Regions from separate parts of the Gasterosteus aculeatus genome. Here region 2 is linked to region 1. A link is a contact called in public Hi-C data. All regions are on one chromosome and are shown on one strand. The core of a region is the stretch at or near the end of the contact, and the rest is flanking DNA. Distances in the headings are between cores, read along the strand shown.

Evidence for each region. Hi-C and Micro-C count contacts between places; a contact is called where the count stands out from the background.
Region 2: a Hi-C map of liver shows a contact between it and region 1, with 6 times the contacts expected there. The contact joins the enhancer-like site here to the promoter of LOC120835445 in region 1. A contact is called at or near these places in 4 of 6 Hi-C or Micro-C datasets (liver, skeletal muscle and tail fin).

Annotation. Positions count from the first base shown.
Region 1 is chr12:8,594,446-8,599,469 of fGasAcu3.hap1.1, forward strand. LOC120835445 (protein diaphanous homolog 3) reads left to right here and starts at 2,665. Exons shown (of 27, transcript XM_078085244.1): 1 at 2,665-3,352. The coding sequence starts at 3,248.
Region 2 is chr12:8,889,115-8,893,726 of fGasAcu3.hap1.1, forward strand. No RefSeq gene overlaps it. Among protein-coding and RNA genes, the nearest start is that of pcdh17, 7.4 kb to the left of the region's middle. Within about 2 kb of position 1,772, at least 1 of the 9 cell types and tissues checked has open chromatin away from gene starts, as enhancers often do.

The DNA of each region.
Region 1 (5,024 bases), core at 1,415-3,914:
ATTAGGTTAAACTAGTACTTTGGCACAATGTGGGCATTGTCGGGAAGAAACATGTTAAATGGAAATTGTATAAAATGCGTCTTCCTCGCCTTAAGAAAAAGGTTGGCACATCATACACTGAACCAAGGTAATTTCTATTTTGATAAATGTTTTGTGTGGGTTCTGCTGATGAAAACGTTTATAAATGTATCTGGTAATTTCAGTAAAGTCAACTGTGTTTCTAAAGCCTATATCTGCATCACATATTACAGATTTTCAGATAGCACTTGCTGCTTAAACTGCACAAGAAAGGAAAATACCTGATATTGGGATACCATTCTAATTGTTACCAAAAGATGGCAGTACAAGCCCACTGAAGTGTGTCAAACAATTTAAGGAAGTCCCAGGAAAAGTCCACTACCAAGCTTCATTGTGAGGATAACATTTCCCTTACTGAGTCAAAGCCTTTCTTTCAGTGGTATTCTCCTAGTAAAAGATTAATTCTTGTTCTGTAAAAAATAGACCGCATGGAACATGGTTTCATTGTGTTCATGCATACAACTTGAGACATACATTTTTAACTACGGATCTATTTGAATGAATTAAACCTTTTTGTATGTGTTCATGAATTGACAATGTTGTCTCGAATTAAGAATCAAGCTCGCTTAAATGGATTTTCTGAATATGGACTTTCTCTTTAAATGGCAGAGATGAACGTCATTATCAATACAGACACGATAAGATTTGTATTATTTTGCCCCTTTTTTCTGATTGTATACTTTTGTGGCAATTCTTTGACCAATTTTGAATGCTAGACCTCTTATTTTCCGATTTATAGAATTAGAAAGACACAATGCCCCAAGTCTTGTGTTTGACTAGAATAGAGAGCGTTAACACACTGCTGGCAGCCATGTCGACAGCCTTTCAGTGACTCAAAGAAGAAAGGTCTTTGAAGATAACAAGATTTCAGGAGGTTGGATTTAAAAAAAGTCACATTTTATATCCTGGCGGTTTTATTCAATAGCAACATTAGGCTTTAAGTCTTGCTTTGGAATAAAAACAAAAACAACAAATATAAGAAAATGTTGTTACTAAAAATGCGCTAACCTGGTTTCCAGCCCCTCATACACAAACCGTGCTTATTAAAATGTCCATTTGTATGAAGGTTTACCATATGTGAGAATTTGTCCCTGTCTATTGCATTTTTGCAAATTGACACAGTAATAGCTTAATATAATTATACTGAAACGCTGCTCCACTTGTATAAGATTGATGCTGGCAATATAACAGTAGCAAATTACATGAGCTCAGAAAAAGCTGAAATATGCGACCTGTTTGTTAAGTACATTTCTTGCTCTCTTTTTTTTAAGCTGCCAATCAAACATGCAAGCACCTGTTGTTAAAGTTTTAGGATGGTCTTTACATGTCTTACTAGCATTTGACTCCGGTGCAGAGGTCAGAGGACGATTAGCATGTGCCTTAGCTGTCTGGAAAAACAAAGGTAGGTCAAAGGTTAGTGCTACTTGTGGCTTTCATCCCATTACAATCAGGTTACGCGTGTTCCCTGAAAGAAAGTTCCAGCCGCATCAAGCGCAACATCAGCGCTGGATGAGCCGTGTAGTTGCATTTGTTATATGTGTGGCAAACTATTTATTTATATTCCCCTTGAAATTCACAAACACATAGAAGAGCTCTCTCTGAAACTGTGTTTGTTGGTGGAGCAGATCATTGTTTGAGTAGAGCATAGGACTGGGATCTCCCGAAAGTTTCTGTTTGTTGCATGACACCACCTGATAGCAGTTTGCATCAGACAAGCTGGGCTATTTGGGATTTTACTGTAGCTCTAGGCTGTCTTTTAAATGCCCAAACAAAGCTAAAAGCCAACAGCGTGAAGCAATAAGTGTAAAACAACCTGATTGAATAAAAGCTGGGAAAAAAAGGAAAGCATCAGTTGGGTTCCAGCCCGGACTGTGAATGATAACCGAAAGGTGAATTTAATCCTGCATCATGACAGGCAAGTATGGGAAGAAGGGCAAAACATTGTCTATGATCTACATCAAAATCTTGCATGATATCTGACAAGTGAGTGGTACCAAAGACACAAAAACACTGATCTTTTTTTTCTTATCCAAGATCTGTTTTTGCAATCACTAAAAGACAGTGTCCACCTGCAACCTGTTAACCGTGAGCAACATGAGGCCTGTTATGGCACATACAGCTGAATAAATCTTTCAGGATATCTTTTGTCTTAATAACCGCATAAAGCTAAAAAGAAGCTGCCATATTAAAGAATAATTTGAATAGTTTTTAAGTCTTGGTTTGCCTCCAAAACCTTGTGTTGGATGACTGCGTTTCGTTTTGAACTGAGTTATATAAAGGACACGCCTCAATAACGGTAGTGTATTTTGAAGTACATGTTACGCTTGTTTTCATCACCTTCTGTGGTTTTTAATTCAATTCTAGAAAAATGTATCTGTGGGTTGATTCACATGATTAAAATGATGCGGAGTTAGATCACACAAACGACTGCAAACCGACTGTAACCATTTCTACGGAGTTAGGTTCCAAACGCCTTTCGAATACACGGGAAACCCGGGTAACTAAAACGAGCCAACACGAGGTAGAGTTGATCGACAGCTCGTTGCGGCCAATCAAATGCCCTTTCAACCGTACACAGAGGGGGTTGTACGTCATTTGGTGCACGCTATTGGTTGGATTAAATTCGCGTGGCTCGCATCCCCATTGCGCGGGTCTGTCAAAAAATATCTGCCCCATAAGTGTGTACGGCCAACGATTCAGCTAACGTTAGTTTGTCATGATGCTACAGCTTAGTATTGAAGGACGCATAAGACCTGCCAGAGGAGGAAACCGGTACGTTGTAAACAGCAGTTCCCCTGCTATCGGCACCGTTTAACGTAATGTGACAATCCATAAATTGGATTAGCGCTAAGTAAAGCCACCGGTCAATGATAGTTTAGCGCACTTGCTATCGCTAGCTAGTGCAGACTTGGACATATACGGTTACGTATGCGCATCTCTTATTTTGAACAAGGGATGTAATTTGCGCAAGGCGACCTTCGCTTCAGCTGTCCGCCGAATTCAACGCGCGAGGAGAAAACGTTAATGTTTATTTTCGGCCCGTGTGGTCTTCACCAGTTTAGGGCGCGTGCGAAACGCAACGAAGACGTTACATTACGAGGTCCTACGTTAACGTCAACGGCGATTAGCTCGTGTCCGGGTCAGTAGCTTTTTTTTTAAGGTCAACAACATGGACGGTTACGGTCAGCGGTTTGAATCCGGTAAACTCCAGAAGAAGAAGGCTTCCTCCAGCGCCAGCTCGTGTTACGACGAGGGAGACCGAAAACCAAAGTTTGTAAGTATGGCCCGCTGAATGGGAGGCCCCTTCGTGCTCATCCACGAGCGTCTCGGTCCCCGACACCACCTGTGGACACGCGCACCTGCACACAGTCAAACGCGGAATCAACTGGGGAGAAGGTGCGCCGAGGCGGTAGTGAATAGATCAAATACTTTATATAGAAAGATATGAGACAATGACCTTTTTATTGTAACTTTTCCCCCCCAGTTACTTGAATTAATTTCGAAGTGCTGCCCGAGGAAATGCAGGTGAAAGCGAGCTGCAGAATAGAGGAGGAGATGCACGCGCAGGGTTCTTACTTGACACCTTTACATTCTCCACCTTGCAGAGAGAACAGTCAGAATCTCTCTCGCCTTCAATGTAATCTTTACATGGAAGAATGTCTGTGTGTGTAAAACCGTGACGTGGAAACCAAAAGGTTAAAATTAGCACAGGGTTTAGCCTTTACGCTAATCCATGTCCTTCCTACTATCACACACATACACACACCAACGTTTTGTCCTTCTGGTAAATGTTTTCCCTATTTGTCTGGGATATTTGGATAAAAGCGTCAGTGTTCTGTTATTCGGTTTCTCAAGTAGGGCTCTCATTTCCAAAGCTTTCAAACAACTACAACACACACACACACACACACACACTAACACACCCCTCTTTTAGGCAGGAGGCTTCAGCACGACACTGATAGACTTCATTCACTCTCAACTTGCATACTCATGAGAGTGCTCCACAAGTCCGTTCCCTTCCCGCTGCCATTCAGAGGTTCTGGTTTACAATTGTGGGAAGGGGGCGGTGCAGCAGTGGTTTTTAAATCCTGCCATCATCCACTCCCACTGATTGGCTGATGACCACATGTCTGACAGTTACCAGCCCGAATGCAAGTGTAAATAATGTGTTTGCCGACTGAGCTGATTGTTCAGGGCTGGTTGAACGTTCGGGTTTGATGTGTGTTAAACCGTTCGCATCGACTGCCGATGTGTATTTAACCTGCATCGCTGCACACGTGTGTAAGAGCTGTGGGTTTCGAACGCGTTGGAGATGACATTTGCAGTCTTATGTTGATGTTAAGGGTTTAGCCGGCTCCACGGCAGGGCGGATCAAACCCAGAGTCCTTGAGGTCATGTGGCGAAAATGTCCTTTTAGCACAAGTGTTTTTTCACTAAAGCAGCCCGCGTGTTGCCTGTCTTTGAGGATGAAAGTTCTTTCTTAGCCTTGGAAATATCCTTTTACTAAATCCTTTTTTTTTCTCCCAGGACCACTTACTGGCTTTTTCTGCAGTTTTTCAACAACAGATGATGATTTTGATGAGCAGATGGAGTTTGCGCGGCCGTCTTGGAGATGAGTCATTTGGGTAGTTTTTGGAATTTAGACAAAGGTGGCTGCATGTATAATAGTGATGATGATGATAATACTTGTGTTCGTAAAAGGAGAGAAACATAACATCCCACAATGACAACGGAGTAAAGTAAATCTGAATGATTGTGAGATGTAGTTGTATCTCTGGAAAATGTTAGTAAATGGACCTCAATTTGCAATTTTATTTTGAGACTTACTCAAAACCTCATTAGTCTATGCTAGGGCACTCTCTTTGTGAGGCTCCTTTGAAACAGAGGCGATGCAAGAGAGTACTTTTTGTGCTTTTGTATCCTGCACACTCGGCAGCGCGTCCTCA
Region 2 (4,612 bases), core at 522-3,021, 290 kb after region 1:
CTAGTACAAAAAAAGTTGTTGGCAGGAGTCTATTAATAAAAGGATGCATTATATTAAAAGAAATCTGAAATAAAATCCAGCAATGACACACACAGCCTGGCAGAAACCTACTACCTTATTCCTCACTATACAGACAAGGACTGGAAATTATTTTCGCAGTCTGGATCCTACCATCTACTCTGGTAAACACGGGGGGTGAGCTCCACAAAGGCAGGCTTTGAAGGAATAATAAAATCATAGGACATCCAGAAAGGTCACCACAATGAGAAAAAAACCCACTAATGAAGTTGGGTGCTTTTCTGCACTCTGTTAATTTTTTTATTGGAAGTCGAGGAAGTCATTGCCCTCCTGCAAACATGTGAGGTGCAAAGAGCTTTAAAAAGCACACAAGCTATGTGCATTACTCTTCTTGAAAAAAATGCGTTAGGATACAGTGATGCAGGGCGATCTGTAATTTCACTGAATTTCATGTGGTCCCCAATATCAACACAAAATAGAGCAAAACAATAGACTAAAACGATTGACAGAGTACTTTAATAAACCTGCTCCTGCTGAGGATATTTGCCTTGTGAAAAGGGAAGGAATTTGCCTTTTAACATAATAAGAGGCAACACAGTTATCTCAAGCGTACCTAAGCCCCAAACATAAACAATACTTTATTAACTAGACTCTTGCAAGGAGGTGCTTCACTGTATGAACACCTGTCAAAAGGTGTTATTTGGTTCCATCTAATCCATTCAGTTATATCCTAAAAGGTAGAAAGACAAATATGGACTTCACAACGGTAAAATAGGTCAAAGTGATTTTCTACAGAGGAGAATCATATGGGTCAATGCATTATTTCTGGAAATTCAGAAGTGTTGCAGGATTGTTGAAAATTACCGACCAATTTATATAGGTGACCTAGTAGAGTGTCTATATTTGTCTTGAATTGAGCGTACTGTATGCACAGAGAGGATTCGTTCCCCGCTCCTCGTTTTTCACATCTCATCTCACTTTATTCAGACATGATCGTCTTTGCTTCCCCCCCCCCTCTCTCTACACGGCTGCCTGTATGTGTTAGCGGCTTGTGACTGTCAAGGCTGCTACAATACCGCTTTGAATTTGCCTTTTGAAAGCCATGTCATGTTGCCACATAATATCTCAAGGTCAAAACGTAGAGAGTTGGTTATATTGACTCTCAATCGTGCCTGATATCAAACAAATAGGCTTAATAATAGTCCCTAAATTAACTTTGGAATTTTTTTTTCTCTCCAACTCAAAAACACTTCACTTTGTCATTTTGATTCCAACAGACTGGGGATAAGAAAACACGACTTGAGATCTCCCCTTTGGTGTTTGGCTTGATTTAGACTCAACTAGGCCAGCTCTGTTTGTCTTGTCTAAGGCGATTTTGACTTTCGGGATGGTCACAGTCTCACCCTCCGTAGCTGAGAGTCCCTGTCGCTTCGTCTTTATCTCTCTCTCCCCAGCCGCTATCTTCTTCTTTCTGCCTGTGCACGCTACAAACCACCCCTCATTCCATCCCGCTCCTTCCCCCTCGGTGCCCTCTGTCTCAGTCACCCTGTAGTGAACAGGTGTATCTGTCTCTCTCCTGATGAGTTTATTACTCCGAAGTGTCTCTATAGTCCCCGTGGACCCCCCGCCTCCTAATACGCTTAGCTCTCACAGCTTATGTCAGCCAGAGTGGGTGGTCTGATAACGCTCCACTTGATCCAGCGCTCCACATCAGGGTCCATCTGGTCCACAGTGACTTTGGTCGGCTTGTATGTCAGGGAGTAGACACACATCCGAGCCGAAGAGTGACCTTCACCGACCCGTTGAAGGTGATGGGGGCGGCGCTGCACTGTGGTACCACGTTGACCAGCGTCCCAGACTTGGGCAGCATTTCCTTCATTGAACAGGTATGGAGATTAATGCGGTTACTTCAACATATCAAACTGCCCAACTCCCAAGAGGGATCAGGACTTCCATTATGTATACATTCATAAACGGCCGGAAGCCAAGTTCACGCTTTATAAGCACACATCATTACATATCAAGTTTAAGTTAGTAAAGCTGTGATACATCAAGTTAGAGCTGCTGTTCTCTCCAATTTGGAAAAATGCAGGATGATATAAGTACACACTGATTTCTTATCCCCTTTTAAATTGATATCATACATTTGTTTGCACACAGTAGTTTTTTTTAGCAACGTTAGTGCTGGTCTGGGGTCTGGGGAAATACTTGTGTCCCTAGCGGTGAAGTATTTCACTGTGTTTACACAACAAAGCTGGTGAGGGTGACAACAGTGAACAGAATGAAGGAAAGTTCAGAGCCTGTAAACCGGCCGTTGAGTTAAAAGATAACGACATTTTCCAAAGAGCTGAGAGGAACTTTGATAATGAGTGAACCTCTACGAACATCCCCTTTCACCTTACACATCACTTCTGCCATTCTTTAAAAGAACATAATGATAATATCAGCTTAAAGCCAAGTAATGTATTGTATATATAATAAATTCACAGCATCACGACGATACAAGTAATGGAAAAAGAGGTACTGTGGATGGAGCCAATAATAAAGTGACATGGCACAGGACACACTACTCAGGATCACATGTCACGAGATGCAACTACAATGTCTCAAGGTTCTTAGTGTGGTTTAAATGCTGGACTGTTCTTTTCCTTCATCATTTTACCCCCAACTGTGTCTTACTCGCACAACAGTGTTTCACAGTGAAGCACGTAAATAACCTCAAACTAGCCAATGTTCTGAGCAATCTGGTGAGCAGCTAAATGTAGACGCAGGAATGATGGCTCCCCCAATCTGCCTTGTTCGCTCGCTCTTTCTCTGTCTCACTTCGGTATTTTTGTCCCCCATCTTTTACCTGCAAATACCTCCACCCCTAACTCAGTCCGTACTTCCCACCAGGAGATATCAAAGGGTTTGAAAGCAAGACAAAGACTCCTCCCTATTCCCCACAGAGCGCTGCGGAGCCTGTGCTTAGATGTGCATTGTTCTGATGTGAAAGTGCAGCACCTGACTTCCTCAGAGCGGCTGCGAGGCTTTGTGGAGTCAAAGTGGCCTTGAAGTATGCATATGGATGTATTCATCATCAGTAGATGTACACAACAGCAAGAGACAACCTGCTGTTGTCTCCTGCTGACGACCTTCTGACTCTATGAGGTACCTACAGGTGTTATTCACAACAATGTGCAAATGAACACAGGCTGTGGCACCAGTACTTTACCTACAAGCAGCAGCGTCATACACTTGCATTATTTGTAGGAGAGGAAGATGCGTTGCATTCCTGTAAGATGAATAGGCTGAGAAATAATAGTTTACATACAGTGATATGTTGGATCTAAGTTGTACTCTTTCCATCATGCTCTTTTCTTTCTTTTTTTAAATACCTTTTAAACACGCTTTAATATCTGGTTGTCGAATAGCAATCATACATAGTTTTTTGTTGGTTATAGAGAATGTACCAGGCCGATCCTTTGAAAGACCTCCTTCCTTTTTATTTTACTGAATTCCAAAAACAACATCAATCTGCTTATAAAAAATGGGGTTGGAAAATCATTAGCACCATCTAGTGGAGTGTTAAGAAGAGCCTTTCTGTAGCATCATGTTTGGTCATTTTGACATGTGTAAACTCCACTAGCAAAATGTATTTTTAGCGTCTAAAACCCTTGAGTTTGCATGATACGTTTCACATGAATCTACAGTACAGCAAGTATATAGCGTGTACTTTATGAATGTTTGAATTATTTCAATACAATCCTTTAGGTATCTAGTTGCCAGCCTACCAATCCACCTTTCTATCCATCTATCCATCTATGTATCCGTCCGTCTATGTTAATCTTCTGTGAAATTGAGTGAATTACACTGAAACACAGCCACCGGATCAAGTGCGCTGATTTCTGAAGTCTCAAACCAGAGCTAATTAGCAGATAATAAAGAACTATGAATGTCAAGTAAATTATGAATTTACATCCCGGAGGTTCATGAAGGTAATTTTTACCAAATGGGTCCTTTTTTTGGTCCTCTTTACCTGTTTTAAGGTGCGAGTGATTCATGTTTTGTTTAATCGCCCATTTGCCAGAGCGTCTGCAGACTGTCGCCTTGCTCATGAAAGCTACGATCTCCAAATAATCAAAGACGTCGCTGCACATAAGCAGCCTTTCTGTGCACATGCAACGGTATTCACACATGTGATGTGGAGGAATTTCCAGATTTTTCGTCTGAAAGGTTGTTTCCATGACTAAAGTGGGAGTCAAATTCCATTTGAGAGGGACAGTTTCTTTTTAGAGCGTTAAGTAAAGTTATAGTATTAATGTCTCTGGCTATACTTTTGTTGTTTATATGTAACGGTGGGAGCTGAAGACTCAAGTCCAGGCAAGGTAAATATTGCTTCAACCTGGACTAATGTTAAAATGTCTTTTTGGCCTTTTTGGCATTCACATTCATTTATAATCATAACATGCACCTGTTAATCAATGAAGAAGACTTCACATCAAATCCAAAAGCTTTGAAGTCCACAGATTAAGTTGAATACATCTTAAATAGTTGTTTGCTCTGTGTGTGTGTGTTGTTGTTGTTGTTTTTAATGCAGAAAAAGGACATGCAC